Regions from separate parts of the Mus musculus genome. Here regions 2 and 3 are each linked to region 1. The links are chromatin contacts, called in public promoter capture Hi-C maps. All regions are on one chromosome and are shown on one strand. The core of a region is the stretch at or near the end of the contact, and the rest is flanking DNA. Distances in the headings are between cores, read along the strand shown. Region 1 holds the start of Fastkd3 (FAST kinase domains 3). Region 2 holds the start of Mfsd14b (major facilitator superfamily domain containing 14B). Region 3 holds the start of Zfp369 (zinc finger protein 369).

Region 1 (4,290 bases), core at 826-3,325:
ACACACAAGTAACATGAGCAAAGGGGTTTTACAGGGTCAAGGTGAGGCAGAAACAAAGATAAAAGAGGCCCGTGGCTCTCTAGAGTTCAAGGCCAGCCTGGTCTACAAAGAGCCCTGTTCTGTCCCAATAAACAAACACACTTTAAAACAATGAAAGAACCGAGGAGCAACAGGAGCTATCCTAGTGAAGATGGGCTGCAGTGCAATGAGGCTGTGAGGTTTTTTTTAAACCTAATTCAAATGTATAATTCTGTGTTTAGACTCAGCTAGTTGGCAGGAGGATCCAAAGTTCATTTCTCCAAAGCTACAATGTGAGTTCAAGGCTAGCTTGGGCAAACCCCCTGCAACAAAAAATGGGTATACTGCCTCATTCCACAACAAAGTACAGGAAAATGCACAGGAATAGCTGCTCTTACCTTTTCTGACTCACTGATACAGTGAAGATCTGCGGAAAACCCGTGTGACACAGCCTGCTCACTTATTTCTTCTGCTATGGCCTTTGCCTGTCCTCGCTGTGTAGCATAAAGTAACAAAAACCTTCTCATCACCTCAGGTCATCAGCTGCAACTCTAACAGTGAGACTAAAAACCACAAAAGGAAGAAAGGGGTACACTGTTTAATGAAGCAGGTAGCCCGCAGGACACCCAAACATAATTTCAAACAGCCTTCTCTAAACTTGTTCCTTAGCACTGATTTTAAACGAATCGCAGTATGAGAGAATTAAGACAGGAGGTATACAAAAGTGACGTTTTTGAATTGTCCCTGATGGCGTGAAACCCACTCTTGATTTCTAGCTACTGTTGGGTCTTGCAAGTGTCTGTCATTCATTAGTGCCTAACTATAGGAGTGATCTGCCTTTCTGCCCATTTGTACTCTGAATTAGGATCATAAGCCTGAATGGTGAAGGGGCTAAGCCATGCTCAAACACAGTGTCGCTTACAAAGGCTATTGTTTCTGCCGTTTAAAAACAAAGCAAAAAAAAAACAAAAAACAAAAACAAAAAACAAAAACAAACTGTAACTCAGCAGTTAAGAGACCACTGACTGCTCTTCCCAAGGTTCTGAGTTCAAATCCCAGCAATCACATGGTAGCTCACAACCATCCCTAATGAGATCTGACGCCCTCTTCTGGTGCCTCTGAAGACAGCTACAGTGTACTTACATATAATAATAAATAAACCTTTAGGCTGGAGCGAGCAGGATCCTCCGGAGCAAGTAAAGGTTCTGAATTCAAAGTCCCAGAAACGACATGATGGTTCACAACCATCAGTACAGCCACAGTATACTCATATATATAAAATAAATAAGTAATCTTTAAAAAACCAAAACTGTAACTGTACAATGTTCACGTGAAACTGGGGAGTTCGTGTTTCCTGCTAGATCCTAATCAAAGCACTGGTCGTCATCAAAGATGGCATCATTGCATCTATCAGTAGTCAGCGTACATGGACTTTACACAGAGACGGTATTTCTAATTCATGCCTTACCCCGGAGATAACCAAGAGAAAAAGAAGATAAAGGGCTCTGGGATTCCACACTCCGCCATTCTATCCAGTGGCTAACGCTGAGTGGTAGCCGGCCTATATAAAATTATCTTTTCCTGAGTGAATCAACTCTAGTTAGTTTCTAAGCACTTGTGGCTTATCCGCTGGGGAGCTAGGACACAAACCCTTCAAAGGTTCATCGGGAAGCACTGCCACAGACTCGACAGGACCAATGGGTGACACGTGCGAGCTCACGAGGTTTTGGGAAAGGTGGCGGAGCCGACTCCTCCCAAGTGCTCCCCGTGAACCCCACCGCGGTCCGCCTCCCAAGTGCTCCCCGTGAACCCCACCGCGGTCCGGAAAACTCAGCGGCTCATCCCCACTGCGCAGGCGCGAGTCCCGGCTCCCCCACCGCTTCCGTCGCTCCCGCCGTCCCCCGCCGAATACCTCCAGGCGCGAATTCCCGCGCGGAACCCCGTTCTCCTCCGACAGGCACAGTCCGGGAGCACTGCGCACGCGCGCGGCACAGCACGCATGCTCCGCACGACCGCCAACAGACATGCGGGCGGACCTGGGCCAATCGCTGATCGCCGGATGTGGGTGGGTGGGTGGCCTTAGTGCCGCGCACGCGCCGGAATGTTCTCCAGGTAAGGGGCAGCGTCCGTGTACGGACGCTCCCAGGGCTCGGAAGCTCCGTGTCTGTCCTGTCCCGGGTGCGGCTTGGAGCCGCTCGGTAAGTGTCTCGGGATTAGGACCCCCGGGCTTCCCCACTCGTGCTCCGTGGGCTCCGGTCCGGTCGCGCGGCGCCTGCCTCCGCCGTTGCCCTGCTCCGCTTGCTTTTCTGTGATTGTGCGTGAGCCCCAGCCCAGCTTCTCAGCGCGAATTACCATGCTTTGCCCGGCTCATACCCGGAGTTTGAATCTTGTCGGCTGCTCCTCCTCTCTCGCAATTATCAACATTGACGTTCCCTTTCCCCATCACGTGAGTGTCGAGATTTGGAGGTAGAATCTGAATTCCAGCTCTTCCTCTTCGCGCCCAGCTTCACTGTACACAGAGGTGGTTTCCTTGGGCTGCAGGGTCCTTAGCGGGAAAAGCGTCAACCAGACGAACTGAATTACAGTAACCTAGCCCATAGGCAGGACTTAAAGTAAGGGCTGGGCAGCGATCGCAGTTAGGGTTAGGAGCCAGCATCTCGCCCAGACACAGTGAAGCCACAGGAAGTCAGCCCTATGATGCTTCAGTCTACCCGACAACACTAAGGTGTTCAAGGGCCACTGAAAAGAAATTTCAGAATGAGCCAGAGCGCAGCAAGGTCAATGAGTTCTGATTACTCAAAAAATAGCCTTTTTTGAAAACTGAAGAGACGCGTAAGCCTGAAAGCCTGAGTAGTAACTTATGTATAGGATTATGGGGTTTGGGGGGCTATTTAATCAGCAGCCAACTTTAAACATATTAAAGGAGACATGCCTTGGTGCACACCCTTCACTTTGTCCATAGAACATGGCCTTTGAAGAGGAATTACGTTGTGGTAAAACATTAATCTGAGATCCTTACATACACATAGGACTCAAGGAGTTTAGATATAAGGCATAGTTCATTTAAAAAAAAAAACCTAGTGACACTGCCTAGAAAGGGGTGTGCATGTCTTCTACCGGTGCCTTGTCTAGTTATGGTGCAACTGTTGGGTGTCAGCCAATTGGGTGTGGCAATCAGGACCAGGAGAGTGGGGACCCCCTTCCCAGGCTTTCTCTTGTTTCCTGGCTCGGTGGGAAAAGTAAACCTTGGTTTTTAAAATATTTTTGCAAGGTTCTTTTTTTTTTTTAATCTTTGTCATGGGATACTCATTCTTAGTTTCGTAGCGTTGGTGTTGTCTTTCTCAGCATTTGACCATGGTTTTTGTTTTTGTTTTTCTTATGCTAAGTCACATGTTGTGAATTCTATGGCATGGCGTTCATCACCCTGCGGAGGGCCTTTTGTCATAAGTCCATTCTTTGGATACCTGGAGCTGTGGTTGCTCTGAAAATTCACCCTGCCAGTCATGCCCCAAAGGCAGTCACAGATCGCCTGAGTGTGTGCTTCTGCTCCCTACAACCTGAGCTGTTCAGGGTCAGATTCCATCACGCATACTGTAAAAACTTCCACTCAGAAAAGGGAAATGACTTTCATCCCGTGGGCGAGCCATGGTCCTCCCAGGCGCAGGAATGGAACCAGCCAGGACAGAGTCTTCAAAACGAGGATGAAGAGATGCTTTTCAGGAGACTAAGCTACTTCACTTCCTTTGAGGAAGTGCTGAGTTTCATAAGTGCCCTGGACACCCTGCCTGTCCCTCTGGCAATGGCAGCTCTACTCAGGATCTGTGAGATAGGGAGGAGGGATGGTGAGCAAAGGCTGCCAGAAGGAGTGCTGGAGAACCGTGCCTTCCAGGCTCTTTGCCTCCGGTGTGAGCGAGACCCCTCACACCTGACCAATGCTGGTTTGGTGACAGCTTTGCAATCTCTGCTTACGTTGTTGCCTGCAGATCCTCAAAGTAGCCTGATGCTGAGCCTGGTGGCAGAATGCCAACGTCGTCTCCAAAGAGGCAACCTCGAAGTCCACCATCTTTGTGTCCTTGGGGAAAGTCTGGCCATGCTTCAAGGTGCGAGTTGTGAGACCCTGAAGCTGGTTGTCCGTCAACTTCAAAGTAAAAGTGTGGAAACATTTGCTCCAGAGGAGATCACGTCCGTTTATAGGATTCTGCAGGTGTGTCCTGAAGAAGTAGACAAACACCAGATGTTCTTAAACACATTAAACAACTTCTCCATTTCAGT
Region 2 (4,290 bases), core at 1,082-3,581, 3.5 Mb before region 1:
AGGAGATAGTTCTGTAAATACCTGACATACAAGCCAAAAGGATCTGAGTTCATATCTAATATATATATAAAAAGCTGGGCAAGGTGAATGTGCTGGTAACCCAAGTACTGGGATTAGCAGGAAGGGATGGGATGTAGCCAGGTGTGGTGGCACACGCCTTTAATCCTAGCACTCGGGAGGCAGAGGCAGGCGGATTTCTGAGTTCGAAGCCAGCCTGGTCTACAAATTGAGTTCCAGGACAGCCAGGGCTATACAGAGAAGGGATGGGATGAGTGTACGAAGCAGAGATAGGAGGATCCTTGAGACTCACTAACCAGCCAGTCTAGAAAGGCTGTGAGCTCCACGTTGAAGGAGCTTTGGTTTCAAAACATAAGGTTTCAAAACATATGTGCTCTTGAACCCACACACAGTATACATAAACAGTAAATATATAAAACAAATTTAAAAGAGTCAGGTAGAAAGAAATAGAGAAAAAATACCCTACACTGACTTCTAGCTGGCACATTCCTTGGGCTTGGCTTGGCTTGTCCACTAATTAGTACTGTCCATCCACTAGTGGAAGCCAAGAAGGTGAACTGGTAATTTAGTTTCATTTAGAAAGTAAAGTGTAACCTATTTAATGAGAAAAACCAATTTTACAGAAATTACCCCACAAGGTAAGCTTTCTACATTAGAAAAACCTTAGCTTTGGGAAAAAAAATTATCCCCCTATGCTTCTTCAATACATGACCATTTAACAGATCAGGCACTGAGTGGTAAAACTCTGGTAGAATCAGGACTAAAAGCCAGCTCTACTCTAGGTCTAAAACATCAAGGAAATGAGCCACAAGAATGCAGACAGAACAAGACTTTAAGGTCTGTACTTGGCAGACTTTTGAGAGTTGCAGCAATTTTGTACCTAGTAAGCCCTTACTAAAATATACTATGTGATATAGTATGTGGTTCTGTTTTACCTCAAAATTTTTGCATGTTTGAATTTTGACTTGAGATTTCATTCTGCATACTACTAATTCTCTACCCTCCCAATTGTACCAAAGATGAATTCACACAGTCAAGTATGCACTTGGAACCACTTAGTATTCTTTAACAGAAATTAAATATGCAAGCTTAAAAACAGGAAAAACACATGACCACACATATCATATTTAAATAAATTCCTATTTCTCATTGAACAAACTTTCCCATAGTTGCAAGAGTTTGTACTCAATTCACTGCAAAACTTTAAGTTTTAAGTCCTAAGTAGATCCTTCCCCAAAAATCCTTTTTATACTTATGACTGAAGAAATGACATTAGTCCCTGTGCTTAGTTTCCAACCATTAAAAGAAGAAGAAGAAAAAGTGGCACTGGTAAGGTCTGTACTGTGAATCCAGGTCAAGGAAAATAAGCCTTCCCTAGCTGTCAAACTCATCTCAACTTTACATGTCACTAAAGGAGATCAGGCTGAACTTTCACCTTCAGGTACAGAGATCTTCAGCTTCCTCTTACTACACTAAGGCCACTTCTGAAACCCAGAGGAGGAGGAAGTATCAGGCGCCTCCCACTTTGACCTCCAGCATCCCTGTAGGCAATTCCGGAGACTGCGAAAAATGAAGGCTTTAAGACAGACTGACACACACACACTGTCTAAGTTGCTGTGGACAAAATCTGTGCCCAGAAGATTTCTGTCAATTTGCACAGAATTATATCCAAATTATATTACTGTCCCGCGTCTGGTGGCTTTTGAATCAATAACCAAATCTCCTAGAGGTTCGTCTGGGGAGGAGTTGATAGGAAAGCCAGCTTTTCAAAGAACCTGGCTCTCCTAGAACAGCCACAATCCCAGAGTCCCTGTCCGAACCCAGTCAAAACTTACCCAGCTGCCGCTCGCGGCCTGAGCGCTCCCGCGCTTCTCAGGCATGGTTGACGCCTTGGGTGAGGCCACCGCCTTCCACCTCGGCTCCTCCGGCGACTCCCCGTCCGTGCTCATGCCGCCGTCATGCCAGAGCAGGTTCGGAGCGCTCCAAGACACTGGCGACGCCGCCACTGCGGCGGCGGGGCCCGAGCCTTCATGGGCTCCGCGATCCGCAGCGGCCTGCCGCTCGGGCGGCGGCGCCAGTGGCGACACCGGCTGCTGAGAGGACGCCGAGGCTGGATCCGTGCAGGAAGCGAACAGGGCCCTCAACTATTCAGTGGTGGTCGTGAACACAGGACCCCGACACTGGCAGTGAGTAGTTTTCAGTAGCGCCCGAACAGTCGGGAGACGGCGTCCCGCCCGGAGAACTCAGCAAAGGCAGCTCCCGCCTAGAACGCCCACCCCTCTCCAGAAGCTCGGGCAAGCTCCGCCCAGACTGCGTAGCGCATCAAAACTGCGTCATCTTCTAGGGACTCCAGGCCTATAGATTTTAACGGAGACTGGAAGGACCCAAAGCGTTCCTGATTGGATTAGACTGCCCGCGAGTCCTAGGGACTGTTTACTCCTACCCCGGGCTAGAATTCCAACTGCACGTCATCCCACCTTCCCCCTTTTCGTGGGTTTTAGGGATCTGACTTGGGTCCTTAGGTAGCATAGGAACTGAGTTCTTTCCAGCCCCTACCCCAAGTAAATGATTTTTTACTAGATATTTTCTTTATTTACATTTCAAATGTTATCCCCTTTCCTAGGATGATAGTTATAAAAAGAACAAACTGACACACAGCCCCTGGAACTGTAATCCTGCAATGGGGAAGTGGTCTACAATTGACAGGATTTCAGAAGCCTCCAACCATGCACTGATTAACAGAAAATTACACAGAATATATTGCTCAGTGGTAGAGCACTTCCCTGGTATTCCAATAGGCTCTAGCTATGCTCACTCCCCAGAGGCAAGCACGCACGCTCGCACTTACTAAACCTAGAACTTTCTTATCCACAATCTCAGGCAGATTGTCCTCAACCCTTCTTCATATATGACCCAGGCTGGCCTTAAATACATGTTGATGATCTTGCCTCAGTTTTCCATATGCTGGGTGTCGGTTTAAGCCACCACACTGGACATTGTTCTTAATTGTTAAATATAACTGGAGACAGAATGTTTAAACAAGTCAAGCACATTTACAGATTTCTGTCATTTTTGTAAATTATATTGTTAATCTCACAGACGTGAATCGAAAGATCACCAACCCAAATTATGGCCAGTTTAAAGCAAGATTTATTGTGTACAAACCAGAGACAAATCAGCAGCTGTCTCCCCCTAAAACGGGGTTCACAATACCAGCCCCAAGCCAACTTCTCAAGCCCTTTATATAGGGCAAAACCATGGGGTGGGGGATTTTGCATGGAATCGTAGATACAGAAGTGAAACCAGGTGGTCAAGGTTAAAGTGGGTCATGGAACAATGGGTATTGGTATAGAACATTCTCAAAAACAGGTAGCTGGGGCGGGAGGTATTACAGTACATTCTATGGTTACTGGGCTAGGGTGCAGCCCATCTCTGAGAAATATATAAACTTCAAGTTTTATAGTAAACAGAAACTTAACTTGGCTATAGACTCGAATTGAGATGGGCTGGCTTCTCAATATCCTTTAATGAGCCTAAGTTTTCCTTCTGTTTCAACCATGTTTTGTTGATTCTGAGCCTGCCCTCTATACTACCTACACAAAAACATCTAATACCATTTGGTTAAAATGCCAGCCTGGACCTCGTGTCTTTCAGATATTCTTTGAATAAATTCCAGTTTGTGAAAACTCAAATTGAACTGCAATGATTTAAATGTAACCTGGAGGACTGGAGGGATGACGCAAAACTAAAAGCACTTGCTGTCCTTGCAGAGGACAGAAGTTCTGTTCCCAGCACCAGCACCAGTGTGGCATCACACAACTGTAACTCAAGATTTGGGGGTCTGACACACTCTCTGGCCTTAGCATATACATGGTACACACACACATACACACATGCAGGGAAAACATGTACACATGCAAGTATATATAACCATGTTTGATGCCTTGATGTGTAGTGTTGGGACATGAAACTCATCAAGTGCACCACCTTTAAGCCATTTTTATTTTTATTTATATACATAAGTCTGAGTGTTATATGGATGTGTGATGCACATGGGTAATCATGGATGCCTTTAAAAAGTGGCCTATTCCCTGGAGGTAGGGCTACTGGAAGTTGTGATCCACCCTGCATAGGAACTGAGAACTGAACTCCTATCTTGGGAATCAAACTCAAATCTTCTGAAAGAGCAGTATGGGCTCATAGTCATTAAGCAATCTGTACAGATTTGTTTCGTTTTGTTTGTTTATCTTTGGAGCTGGAGTTAACTAAGTA
Region 3 (4,290 bases), core at 1,133-3,632, 3.3 Mb before region 1:
ATCATAGTAAAAGTGGCATAATAATCTGAGTCAATACCAAATATAAAAATTAATTGCAGAAAAAATTAACAGGGCTAGAGAGATGGCTCAGCAGTTAAGAGCACTGACTCTTCTTCCTGATGTCCCGAGTTCAATTCCCAGCAACCACATGGTGGCTCACAACCATCTGTAATGAGATCTGACGCCCTCTTCTGATGCATCGGAAGATAGCTACAGTGTACACATATACATAAAATAAAATTTAAAAAAACATTAAGAACAATATGTAGTCTATTTTAGCCGTAAGAATAAGAAGCATGACCACAGTTAGACACAGTGTTGCCAACCCTATTTAGAAACCTCAAAGGAATACATAAACCCTGGGTTGAGAAGGATAGGTCGCTAGGCTCTAGGCATCAGTATGTCTGGATCCCAAATAAGACAAGATTACATAAATCAGAACAGAATATAAAGAGACCCTAGGAATAGAATACTAGACAGTATAAGGAACACAACAGAATTCTTTGTTGTTCTGAGCTGTCTAGAGTTACAAACATACCAAATTATGATCAGGGGCAGACTTCAGGTTCCCCCAATCTAATCTGCCAATAGGAACAAACCTAGTCACAGGTTACCTAATAACTGGCATTACCAGAACCCACATCCTCTTGATGTGTATCGTACAAATGAATCCCTGTGTGTGATCAAGCCAGCTCAGTCAGTCAACAGGGTCTCAAGGGAGGGAGTGAGGATTGAAAAGAAAAAGACAATTAGACTTAATACCACTCAAACCTGTGCAGAGGCTGAAGTGGGTTTATTTTTCTCCAGTCTGTTTTTATGCCATTCTAAGTACATGCAGAGAATAAGGTCAGTTTTCAGTCAAGGAACAAACAAGGCAATAAACAAGGTCCCGTGGTATTCAGGGACTTACAAGATGATCAAGATCTTGAGCCTACTTTCTTGTCCTAGCCCAAAGTCAAATTCTTGCCTGAGCCTACTTCTGTGTTCTAGTCTAATGTCAAATTTCTGCCAAATTCCTAGAAGCTGCCCTAAGAGCTCTCCATATGCATGGATATTTACAGTTAGCCTCCCTGGGACTGAGGGTAATTTTAATTCTCCTCATACATCTCTGATCCTCCGTGTCCCTTTGTAACTGGTCTTTGCTACTTTGTCGGTTCTCTTTTTCCTCCCATTATTATCCTTACCCCCCTTTCTACCCCCTAACACTAGACAGGAAAGGAACAAGAGTAGAGGGGAGAGAGTGATTAGGAAGATCCCCGAATCTGATTTCTTTTCTCTTGCTTCTCCTTTGGCCTCAGCTACTAACAAACTACAACCAACCTCCTCCCTATACAACCAACAACTGGCCCACCCCAGCCCCCAGCCTATCGGGCTCTAACATTTATATACCCTCTGAAAAGTTCCCAGAGTTCCAAATATAACACAATTACCAAAACTCTGCTGCAGACAGAACCGCGATTCTGCTAGAGCACAAGGCAAATAAATCATGGTCAGTTGCTTCAGGCAGTCGGAAGCAGCCCTACGTCCCTATACCCGGAATCAAAATAAAAGCACCTTCTTATAATATTTGGTTTTTTTTTTTTTCAAGAAACCAAAATTCTAGAATTTTCACTACATCCCTTCCTCTGCTGGGGAAAACTGGAGAGGACATTTAGTGTAGCCTACCATATCCTTCAAGTCCACCAGGTCTCCACACTTACCACCTAAACGTTGTAAGACCATACAACCCTGCCTAAACCATACAACCCTGCTCACTCTACAGATCTGGACGCAAACGCCTGTCCTCTCATAGAAACGAGTAAAATTTTAATTCCAATGCCTAATGGCTTTCTGTTTCTACGGTTTAGTCCTTTCTTCCTCTCCCTTTAAGGACACCGCTGAAACTACAGCACGATTGCATTCTTTTCTCCTTCCCCTAAGGAAACTCGGTTAAATGACTTTGTCTTCTCTTGCCTTCGACCCACAGCCAGTCCCCATCCGGGTCCCTCCCCTCTACACTAGTCGAGCTGTGTATTCTGTGTGTCCCCTCCTTCCGCCCTCCTTCCGCCCTCCTTACTCTGCTACAAGGCGAGCATCCCCCAGCCGATCTAACACCAGCACTTCTTCCGGTTTGTCCAAGTTCATTTGCTCCTGTTAGTGGGTTCGACTCCCTCCTAGTCTCGGTCTCTGTCCACGGAGATGCTTAGCATCTTAGTAGCCTCCTTCAAAGGCTTCATCCTAGTTCTTTAGCAGCCAGTAGCAGACGCTTACGGACTTCGGCTTAGCCTGCCAACAGGAAGGACGCCAACAGATTGCCGCCGCTCGACGTCCGCGGGGGCGCCTGGGAGTTGTAGTCCGGACCAGCGAGCCGACTCAGGGGCTAGACCGACAGGCAAGAGCCATTGTGTTTATCGCAAGCACTCGTAACGCTGCGTGAAAGCCCGTCGGGGACAACTCCTATCTTCTGTTTCATTTGCAGCCTCCGGAGTCCAGTGTCGGCTTCGTTAGTGGCTCCACTTCTATGGACCCCGGAGAAGGTGTGTAGTCGTGGGTCCGGATCCTGAGGAGGCATCCCGTTCTAGATGGGGAACACGGTTTAAGAAAACCGACCGCATTCTGGATTGGAGGACATCAACCATCCCCTCTCGGTTAGAGGGGAACCTGTTTTGTAAGCTTATGGGAGTCGGGGAGAGGACTCACTGGGCACTTGGCAATTTTGGGGCGGACTGGTTATGTCCTGCAGAGGTCGGAATATGGGCAGAAGTGGGGGAGCCACTGGGCACATTCCTTAGTGCCTCTTCCACCTTCAGGACGATCAGCATTCTGCCTCCTACCGCTAGAGAACACTGAGGACAGTATGGCTTCCACGCTTCCAACAACCTGGCCCCATGTGAGTAAAGGCTTCTTTTCAGCTTTTGTGACGGCTCAGGGGCCGGCTAGTGGTGAGATGTTTGCTCTCAAATACCCTAGAGTTACGGGAGGAGTTGAAGGACTGCCCAAGAGGGGGGTTAGAATAGAAGAAACAAACAAACCGATTTCTGAACTGGAACTGGCAAGCCAGATTGAGGCAAGCCAGATTGAAGCTTTTCAATTCAAAAACAAAAAATGTTTCTATTACATTTATTTTGTGTGTGGGTATGCACATGTGTGCTATTGCCTGCTTGTGGGCACCTTTCCGGATTGCTACCCTTCTTTCAACATGAGTCCTGGAGATCAATCAAACTCAGGCTTGGTAGCCTTTACCCACTGAGCCATCTCACCAGTCCTTTTCAACTTTTTTTTTTTTTTTTTTTAAAGCTGGGGATCTGGCCAGGCTTTGGTGGCACAAGCCTTTAATCCCAGCACTTGGGAGGCAGAGGCAGGCCCGATTTCTGAGTTTGAGGCCAGCCTGGTCTACAGAGTGAGTTCCAGGACAGCCAGGGCTATACAGAGAAACCCTATCTCGACAGAACAACAACAACAACAACAAAAGCTGGGGATCTGGTTGAGAGAAACTGACAGGTGTTAGAAGATAAGAGGCTCATGTTTAGTTTTCAGCAGCTACTTTAAAGAAGTGATAATTCAAAAACAAGAAAAGAGGTATAGATGGGAGCCAACAGTCCTATCCCCTGGTTAGTGAGAAATGAACAGGTTTTCATAGACCACAGTCTCACTTGTCCCCTGATTAGTGTCAGACCGATTTGCTCAAGGATTCAGACAAAGGAACATGAGATAAGTAAAATGTAGCTGGGTCATCTTGCTCAGCCTTTCTATTTTTCTGACACCATGGAAGAGGAAAACCTGCGGCTGAACTGCATCTTATGGCTTTTAGGAATCTGTGAAGTTTGAAGATGTATCACTGAGATTTACCGAGGAAGAGTGGGCACTGCTAGATCGCCAACAGAAGTGCCTGTACAGGGAAATCATGATGGAGAACCTCAATAACATGATTTCAGTAGGTAAGCCAGGCTCCACTTTAATAAACACTTGTTTGGGTGGGTGCAGCACGCTTTTAATTCCAGGACTTCAGAGGTGGAGGAGGATTAGAAGTTCAATGCCAGGCTTGACTCTACCTGCCCCCACCCAACTCTGACATTTTCTTTTTTTTTTAAATTTTTTATTAGATATTTTCTTCATTTACCCCTGTACCCTCCCCTCACCCTGCTCCCCTACCCACTCACTCCCACTTCTTGGCCATGGGATTCTCCTGTACTGAGGCATAAAAAGTTTGCAAGACAAAGGGGCCTCTCTTCCCAATGATGGCCAACTAGCCCATCTTCTGCTACATATGCAGCTAGTGACACGAGCTCTGGGGGTACTGGTTAGTTCATA

Evidence for each region. Promoter capture Hi-C pulls out the DNA fragments that hold promoters and counts their contacts.
Region 2: a contact with region 1 is called in a promoter capture Hi-C map of pre-B cells. The contact joins the promoter of Mfsd14b here to the promoter of Fastkd3 in region 1. A contact is called at or near these places in 2 of 39 promoter capture datasets (cranial neural crest and pre-B cells) and 2 of 484 Hi-C or Micro-C datasets (CD4 T cells and rod photoreceptor).
Region 3: a promoter capture Hi-C map of liver shows a contact between it and region 1, with 4 times the contacts expected there. The contact joins the promoter of Zfp369 here to the promoter of Fastkd3 in region 1. A contact is called at or near these places in 2 of 39 promoter capture datasets (liver and pre-B cells) and 1 of 484 Hi-C or Micro-C datasets (CD4 T cells).

What each region holds. Positions count from the first base shown.
Region 1 is chr13:68,580,135-68,584,424 of GRCm38.p6, forward strand. Fastkd3 (FAST kinase domains 3) reads left to right here and starts at 2,076. Exons shown (of 7, transcript NM_027123.5): 1 at 2,076-2,216; 2 at 3,405-4,290. The coding sequence starts at 3,428. It overlaps Mtrr (5-methyltetrahydrofolate-homocysteine methyltransferase reductase), which reads right to left and starts at 2,035. Exons shown (of 15, transcript NM_172480.3): 1 at 1,931-2,035; 2 at 417-581. The coding sequence starts at 545.
Region 2 is chr13:65,110,651-65,114,940 of GRCm38.p6, forward strand. Mfsd14b (major facilitator superfamily domain containing 14B) reads right to left here and starts at 2,332. Exons shown (of 12, transcript NM_133680.3): 1 at 1,854-2,332. The coding sequence starts at 1,967.
Region 3 is chr13:65,276,472-65,280,761 of GRCm38.p6, forward strand. It overlaps Zfp369 (zinc finger protein 369), which reads left to right and starts at 2,383. Exons shown (of 8, transcript NM_178364.5): 1 at 2,383-2,516; 2 at 2,790-2,869; 3 at 3,791-3,917. The coding sequence starts at 2,501.